Regions from separate parts of the Callithrix jacchus genome. Here region 1 is linked to region 2. Evidence: chromatin contacts called from public Hi-C data. All regions are on one chromosome and are shown on one strand. The core of a region is the stretch at or near the end of the contact, and the rest is flanking DNA. Distances in the headings are between cores, read along the strand shown. Region 1 overlaps BMPR1A (bone morphogenetic protein receptor type 1A). Region 2 overlaps LDB3 (LIM domain binding 3).

The links. Hi-C and Micro-C count contacts between places; a contact is called where the count stands out from the background.
Region 1: a Hi-C map of skeletal muscle shows a contact between it and region 2, with 6 times the contacts expected there. The contact joins two enhancer-like sites. A contact is called at or near these places in 2 of 3 Hi-C or Micro-C datasets (both in skeletal muscle).

Annotation. Positions count from the first base shown.
Region 1 is chr12:42,390,766-42,394,666 of calJac240_pri, forward strand. All of the region lies in intron 5 of BMPR1A (bone morphogenetic protein receptor type 1A), which reads left to right. Among named protein-coding and RNA genes, the nearest start is that of MMRN2, 63 kb to the right of the region's middle. Within about 2 kb of position 2,001, at least 1 of the 16 cell types and tissues checked has an H3K27ac peak or open chromatin away from gene starts, as enhancers often do. A contact at or near this core is called in skeletal muscle, where this site is marked.
Region 2 is chr12:42,208,446-42,212,283 of calJac240_pri, forward strand. It overlaps LDB3 (LIM domain binding 3), which reads left to right. Exons shown (of 15, transcript XM_078345367.1): 11 at 2,901-3,345. Among named protein-coding and RNA genes, the nearest start is that of LDB3, 47 kb to the left of the region's middle. Within about 2 kb of position 1,991, at least 4 of the 16 cell types and tissues checked have an H3K27ac peak or open chromatin away from gene starts, as enhancers often do. A contact at or near this core is called in skeletal muscle, where this site is marked.

The DNA of each region.
Region 1 (3,901 bases), core at 751-3,250, 180 kb after region 2:
TAATAACCAGTGTCCTACAGGCCCCAAGAGTAGGCCTGTCCTAAACTGCATTCACTATTATAAGTTAGTAGTTAAACTTGACAAGCTGTTCAAATCTATATACTGCTATGAACCTTTGGGCAAGGCACTCCGCTCTTTTGTTTTCTCATCCATGAAGGAATTATTATAAGGATCAAATGATATACATGTGAATAGTTTAGCACAATTGGCACATAGTAAGGGTTTAATAGATGTTAGCTTCGACTATATTGATTCTTTAACAGCAGTCTTCATACTGTTACCCATATCCCGGGGTACACTCAGACTGTGTTATATGAGGGTAACAAGCACGTAGATAGTTTTAAGGTAATCGGTTTTTGGATCCTGAACTTCCGTAGGTCCTGTTGCTAAATATTTCTCTGCCTGAGAACAGAAACTTCTCAAGCATTTTACAGCAGTTCTCTTTCCCTTCCTCTCTTTTCATAGTCACCCCCTCCTTGTTAACAAATTGAAGGCCTGAGGTGTAAAACTTCAAATTTCCAAACTGTGTTGTAATTTGAAATAAAGACATCAGTATAGGCTATGTGGGGTTATCAAATAAGTGTTTACCTGACAGATGGTTTTCAGTTGTTTGCTTTGAACCAAGTTGCTAGATCATTGAAAATAATTTTTGATGATAGAATCTTTATGGCATTTTTAGCATATGCTTTGGAAGGACTTTAAGCAATTATGGGCTAGCTCACGCCTGTAATTCCAGCAATTTGGGAGGCTAAGGCGGGCAGATCACTTGAGCTCACAAGTTTGAGACCAGCCTGAGCAACATGGTGAAATCCCAATCTATAAAAATACAAAACTTAGCTGGGTACAGTGGCTCACACCTGTCATTCTAGCACTTTAAGAGGCTGAGGTGGGCGGATCACCTGAGGTCAAGAGTTTGAGACCAGCCTGGCCAACATGGTGAAACCCCGTCTCGAATAAAACTACAAAAATTAGCTGGATGTGGTGGCACACACCTGTAATCCCAGTTACTTGAAAGGCTGAGGCAGGAGAATCGTTTGAACCCAGAAGGTGGAGGTTGCAGTGAGCTGAGATAGCGTCACTGCACTCTGGAGACTCTGTCTCCAAAAAAAAAAAAAGCTGAGATGGGAGGATGGCTTGAGCCTGGGAGTAGTAAGCTGATATCATATGACTGCACCCCAGTGTGCAGAGTGATAGCCAGATCTTGTCTCAGAAAAAGAAAAAAAAAATGCCTTTTCCGGTAACATTTTCTTAAGTTTATATTTAATAAAGATTGTAACATATATATTGTTTTGATCAATTTTATGCTAATGATTATGATAAATGAGAATAATTTTCTAGGACTTAAAGACATACAGTTACAGGAAATAAAAGAATTTATATACTCATCTTTGATGTGGACAGTTATATATTACTTTAGGACGTAATTATTGTGGGAGATACTGAAAGAAATAAGAGTTCAAGAAGAAATGAGTTCTAGTATAAAATGTCTCACTATTAAAAGAAGCATTTGTTCATTTTTTTTTTAATTATAATGGGTATCAAATTACAATGCTACTTAGATTCTACTGAGTGCATTAAAAACTGATATAACACTTCTATTTGAAAATGATGTAATACTTCTATTTCAAAGTGTCATTATGTGCAGTAAGCCAGAAATTATTAAATTTATGGTGAAAATTTTTAGGTGTCACCTGAAAAATATGTGAGGGATACGTTGCTTTTAAGAATTGGGTTATATCAGCAAAAATTTTGACCAGCACTTACCTAATTTTTTTTATTTCTTGGTAAACGTCACCCAAGTAGAGCATCTCACCCAAGCACAGCGCTCTCATGTTCATCCTAAACCTTTCCCCGGTGCCTTCACATACTGCCAAGTGCGGTGCAGAACAGATGTGAGTGCCTTGTCCCTAGGCCTCGCATTCTTGGTGTGGCACAGAACAGTTGTGAGTGCCTGTCACCAGGCCTCACGTTTCTGGCATGGTGCAGAACAGATGTGAGTGCCTATCCCCAGGCCTTGTGTTCCTTCCACTCCCCAGGCTGCACTGGTAAATTTTGCTTACTCTGTTTCCTCCTATATGACAAATTAGTTTTCAGAAACCTCGCTACCAGCCAGGCACAGTGGCTTATGTCTGTAATCCCAGCACTTTGGGAGGCCGAGGGGGGCAGAGCATGAGATCAGGAGATGGAGACCATACTGGCCAACGTGGTAAAACCCCATCTCTACTAACAGTACAAAAATTCGTTGGGCATGGTGGCGCACACCTGTAATCCCAGCTACTCGGGAGGCTAAGGCAAGAGAATCGCTTGAACCAGAGAGTTGGAGGTTGCAGTGAGCTGAGATTGTGCCACTACACTCCATCCAGCCTGGCGACAGAGCAAGATCCATCTCAAAAAAAAAAGAAACCTTGCTGCCATTCCCACAAGAATTCGTATTCCCCACGTAAATCTAGAAATACAAGTTGACTTGGGCAGAGGGTAGGAATGGAGAATACAGGAAAAGGAAAGGCCGTGTCACCCAAATTTGTAATCTAGACAAACCTGAGTTTTGCCGACCCAGATACATAATTAACCTGAGTAAGACAAACCTGAGATGAGTCAGGTGTTGCTTATTCTTAGTGAAGCCACTTTGGGTCTTCAGGACCTCATAAGACGTTTGGCCTAGTCTAGAATCTCATCTGGGATTCATGTCAAGCTCAGAGGAAGGGCAATTAATTTGTTAAATATTTCCTATATGTGTATAGTATCTTGAGGATTCAGTATATTCTACCTTGTTTCCCCTAACAACGCTATAAAGCAGATTTTTTTTAAAGACAGGATATTGCTCTATCATCCAGGCTGGAGTGCAGTGGCACAATTACAACTTACTGCAGCCTCAAACTCTTGAGCTCAAGCGATCCTCCCACCTCAGCCTTCTTAGTAACTGGGACCATGGGGGTGCTTCCATACCTGGCTAATTTTTTATTTTACTTTTATATTTCTGTGGTATAGCTGTGATTATACCTGGCTAATTTTTAAATGTTCTTAGAGATGGGGTTTCACTCTGTTGCTCATCCTGGTCTCAAACTCCTCTGCTCAAGCCATTCTGCTGCCTAAAGTGCTAGGGTTACAGGTGTGAGCCACTGTGGCCAGCTCATATTTTTTTAACCTGTTTTTTTTTTTTTGGAGACATAGTCTTGCTCTGTCTCCCAGTCTGAGCAGTGTCATGTCTAGAGTGTAGTCTGGAGTGCAGTGGCGTGATCTCACCTCACTGTAACCTACATCTCCGTGGTTCAAGCAGTGATCCTGCCTCAGCCTCCAGAGTAACTGGGATTACAGGTGCCCACCATCACGCCCAGCTAATTTTTATATTTTTATTAGAGACGAAGTTTCACCATCTTGGCCAGGCTGGTCTTGAACTCCTGACCTCAGGTGATTCACCCACCTTGGCCTCCCAAAGTATTGGGATTACAGGCGTCAGCCACCGCTCCCGGTTAACCTATATTTTTTAGCTCACTAAAGCCCAACGATAAATTACTTGCTCAAGGGCACAAAGTGAATAACTGGCAAAGGTAGGATTCAAATTGTTTGATTCCAAAACCCTTGTATTTTCTGTAATATTGAGACCTTATCTCAATAATGCTGCTTTAATCTGTTGGCAGAGTCTATTTTTGTCTTCTTTTAAAAAAATATTATTACTGTTTTTAGAGATAGGGTCTCACTCTGTTGCCCAGGCTGGGCTTGGACTCCTAGGTTCAACTGATCCTCATGTGTCAACCTTCCAAATAGCTGGAACTATAGGCACACACAGTCATACCCAGCTTCAAGTCTACTTTTTTTCCCTTTTAAATAAAAGTAATATAACATTCAGTTATCTATTATAGTTTCCAACACTCCTTTCTAAAGTCTTTAAATCACATCTGTC
Region 2 (3,838 bases), core at 741-3,240:
TGGGTTTCACCATCTTGGCCAGCTGGTCTCGAACTCTTGACCTTAGGTGATCCACCCCCTCCTCGGCCTCCCAAAGTGCTGAGATTATAGGTGTGAGGAATGGCACCCAGCTAATCTTAATCTTTTTTAGCAGAGAATTGCACTTTACAAAGAAAGGAAAGGTCCAGGCGATGTGACTCACTCCTGTAATCCCAGCACTTTGGGAGGCCGTGGCAGGTGGATCATCTGAGGTCAGGAGTTTGAAACTAGCCTGACCAACATGGTGAAATCCCATCTCTACTAAAAATACAAAAAATTAGCCTGGTGTGGTGGTGGGTGCCTGTAATCCCAGCTACTTGGGAGGCTGAGGCAGGAGAATCACTTGAACCCGGGAGGTGGAGGTGGCAGTGAGCCAAGATCACGCCATTGCACTCCAGCCTGGACAGCAAGAGTGCAATGAGACTCTGTCTCAAAAAAAAAAAAAAGGAAAGAAAATGTTGCACAGAACCCCCTTGTCCATAATAGAGGGATGAAGCTGCTCTGAAGTTGTACTAGATCACCTCTCCCACTCTCTGTCCCTCGTGGTATTCCTGGAATCCCCTCTTCCCCCAGCATTTTGAGATTCTCTGCTATGCAAAGTTGTTAGGGAGGGTGACAATACCTCAAATCTGGGCTGTACACATTTACCAAATGCATGCACTATGTCACTGTAGCAGATCCCCACCATGCCCAGTGGGGCAGGCAGGGCGTCAGGCATTCCGCCACCAGTGAATAAACCTCAGTCTCAGGTTATCTGACTTTAAGACTTCCCATTTCCCTTCCCTGCTCTCCCCACACCCGATGTCCCCCACCACACACACCCCAGTCTAACTGGGCTAGGCTTCCCCAGGTGAGCAGCAGACCAGGAGACAGGCTGACAATACATCTGACCCTGGGACCAGATTGCCTCCGTCCTTGCCATCCTCACTCACATATAGTGACACACTATGCCTATGCCGGGTACTAGGCTAAGTTCTTTATATTTCTTACCTTCCCTTAATCCTCATAATAACCTTGTGAGATACTAAGAATTATCATTGTCATTTTTAGACAAAGAAATTGAGGCCCAGAGAGGTTAAGGAATTTGCCCAAGGACACAGAACCAGGAGGTGGTAGAGCTGGGTCCTGCAGCCGGGGCTCTTGGCTGTGCTCTCAAGACCCCACAGCATGGGGTTTCCTCCGAGTTGAAAATGATCCTCCCTGACAGGTTGCACCGAGACTTTCTGGAAACTGGACTCATGTTCCTTACAGAGGCAGCTTGGGATGGTAGACTAAATGGTTTTAAAGACGTATTCCCACTGACTAGCTCTGTCTGAGCCTCAGTGACCTCAAATGGAAAGGGGGAATAATGGGAAGACCGATTCAGATGGCGTGCTATGTGCCTCATTACCCCCTAAACATGAGGAAGATTCCTTTTGGAGAAGGTATTACCTTTTGAAGGCCTCACTCACAGGACGGCTTCAGGGCTGGGCTGTGAAGGGCTTTATCTCTTTTCTTCCTTCAATAACATGGATGGATCCTATCTACCTGGTCCCTACTCACCCCCAGCACAGGGGTTTCCAGGTCACCCAGCTCTGAAGGGTGGGTCACCTGGGAGTGGAAGGTGCAGAGTAGGAACCACAGGCTGCCCCGGGTGGCCCAGGGGATCCAGATGGAAAAGAGAGACTGGAGGTGGGGCCAGGGTCTTAAGCCCTAAGGATAACCTTCCTCTTTAGGTTGAGGCTGGAGTGCGGGGTCGGGGGCAAGAGTGGGGCGTGGGGGTGTGGGAACTGCCTTAGCACAGTCCATCCTGCCCAGGCTGAGCTTAGGAATGGGGAGGGAGGCTGCACTGACATGCTTCCTAGGGTGGGGGGAATGAGGCCTCTTTCTGGAAGAGCAGACTGAAATGAGGTGAGGCTTCTGGAACCTCCCTCACTGGAAGAGGAGGCCAGCTGGACCTTGTGTACAGGGCACAGCTGGGTCTGTCCTGGCTAAGTGTTGAGGGCCCAGGCCTGAGAGGGCTTTGGGTAAGCAGTTGCAATGCTTTTTCTGTGCTGTGACCCCAAAAAGGTTTTCTGCTCTCAGGGAGCTGGAGGAGGGGGTGGCAGAAATGAGGTAGCGCCTTCTCTTCCCTGCACTCTGACTGCCTGCGCAATCTCTACAGTCACTCTCAGCTTCTAGCAAAGCGATATGGAGGTCCAGAGGTCCCCAGGGCAGCCACGGGCCAAGCAAACAGCTGCACCTGGGCTGTGTCACCCTAGAGTGTCTGCCCAGCACCCTCAAAATGCCTTATTCAAGATCCCCCACCCTAATCAAACCAAGACGGAATTTCTCCCCAATACAAATCAAGCCAAGCTGTTTTTCAAGAAAGTAATTGTAGCCAAACCTGAAACCTGAACCTGAAAACCCAGCTGCTGGGTCATCTGCTTTGTCCTGAGGGCTGAACTAGGTCCAAGTTCAGCAAACTCCTGCCAAGGGAGGTATTTCAGATGTCAAATCACTGGTCAGAGTGCAACAGAAAGTTTCTCACAGTCAAGAGTGAGCTGACACACTCCCACCTATCCCTGCCCAGGTACCCCCAACCCCACTCCCTGTCTTACGCAGGCCTTGGGCAGCCAAGGCCTGGTGGAGCCCCACCCTGCACAGCTGCAGATATTTATAGCCTGTCCCTTTTCCAGCCCTTTCCACGCTCGCTGGGCTGTGCTTGCTCTCTAGCTCCCTGGACACCCTGCTGAGAATCAGATCTGGGCCATCAAGAAGTTCAGGAACAAATCTCCTGAAAAAACTGAAATCGTACTACTCTAATGTTGAAGTCACCTTGTGCATTTCTCTGGCTGGGAGTGAGGGGAACTGGGAAAAATTAATTCCTGACACATCTTTCTTTGGGTTTTTTTGGCTTGCAGTGCCTGCATCTACCTACAGCCCATCCCCAGGGGCCAATTACAGTCCAACTCCCTATACCCCCTCGCCTGCCCCTGCCTACACTCCCTCACCTACCCCTGCCTATACCCCCTCACCTGCCCCCACCTACACTCCATCCCCAGCACCAACATATAACCCTTCACCTGCCCCCAACTATAACCCTGCATCCTCTGCGGCCTACAGCGGGGGCCCTGCAGAGCCTGCCAGCCGTCCTCCCTGGGTGGCAGATGACAGCTTCTCCCAGAAGTTTGCCCCTGGCAAGAGCACCACCTCCATCAGCAAGCAGAGCCTGCCCCGTGGGGGCACAGCCTACACCCCAGCGGGTCCCCAGGTGCCACCACTTGCCAGGGGGACCGTCCAGAGGGCTGAGCGCTTCCCAGCCAGCAGCCGGACTCCACTCTGTGGCCACTGCAACAACGTCATCCGGTATGGTCCTGCTGTGCCCCTGCACTGGGGCACTGGGAGGGCGTGTGTGCGGGGTGCTTGCCCATAGTCTGAGCCCTGGTGGAGAGAGATAGGGGTAGGAGGCAGGTGTAGGGAGAAAGCCTTGGTTCCTTCTAGCTTGCCCTCTGGTCTGGCTTTCTGAGCCATAGCTTCCATACCTGTGTGACACCCACTCCCCTGGGGAGCTGGGAGGATGGCATGAGGTTCATGGGTGAAGCTCCAGCAGGCTGCCTGGTGCCAGGAGCTCCCCCTTGGGCTAAGGCCGAGTTCTGGGAATCACCAGTCTTGTCAGTAGGTTTACGGGGCATGTTGTAAGACAGTGTTGGCTCTGACCCAGTTTTCCTTTAGGGTTGCTTCTGGGTCTTTCCACAGACAGGCCTGGGCTACTCAGGGCATTGGTGAACATCTGCCAGACTGAAATGAAAACAAGTGATTTCACACTTAGAAGCCATGGACCAAGGGTGCTGTTGTTTGA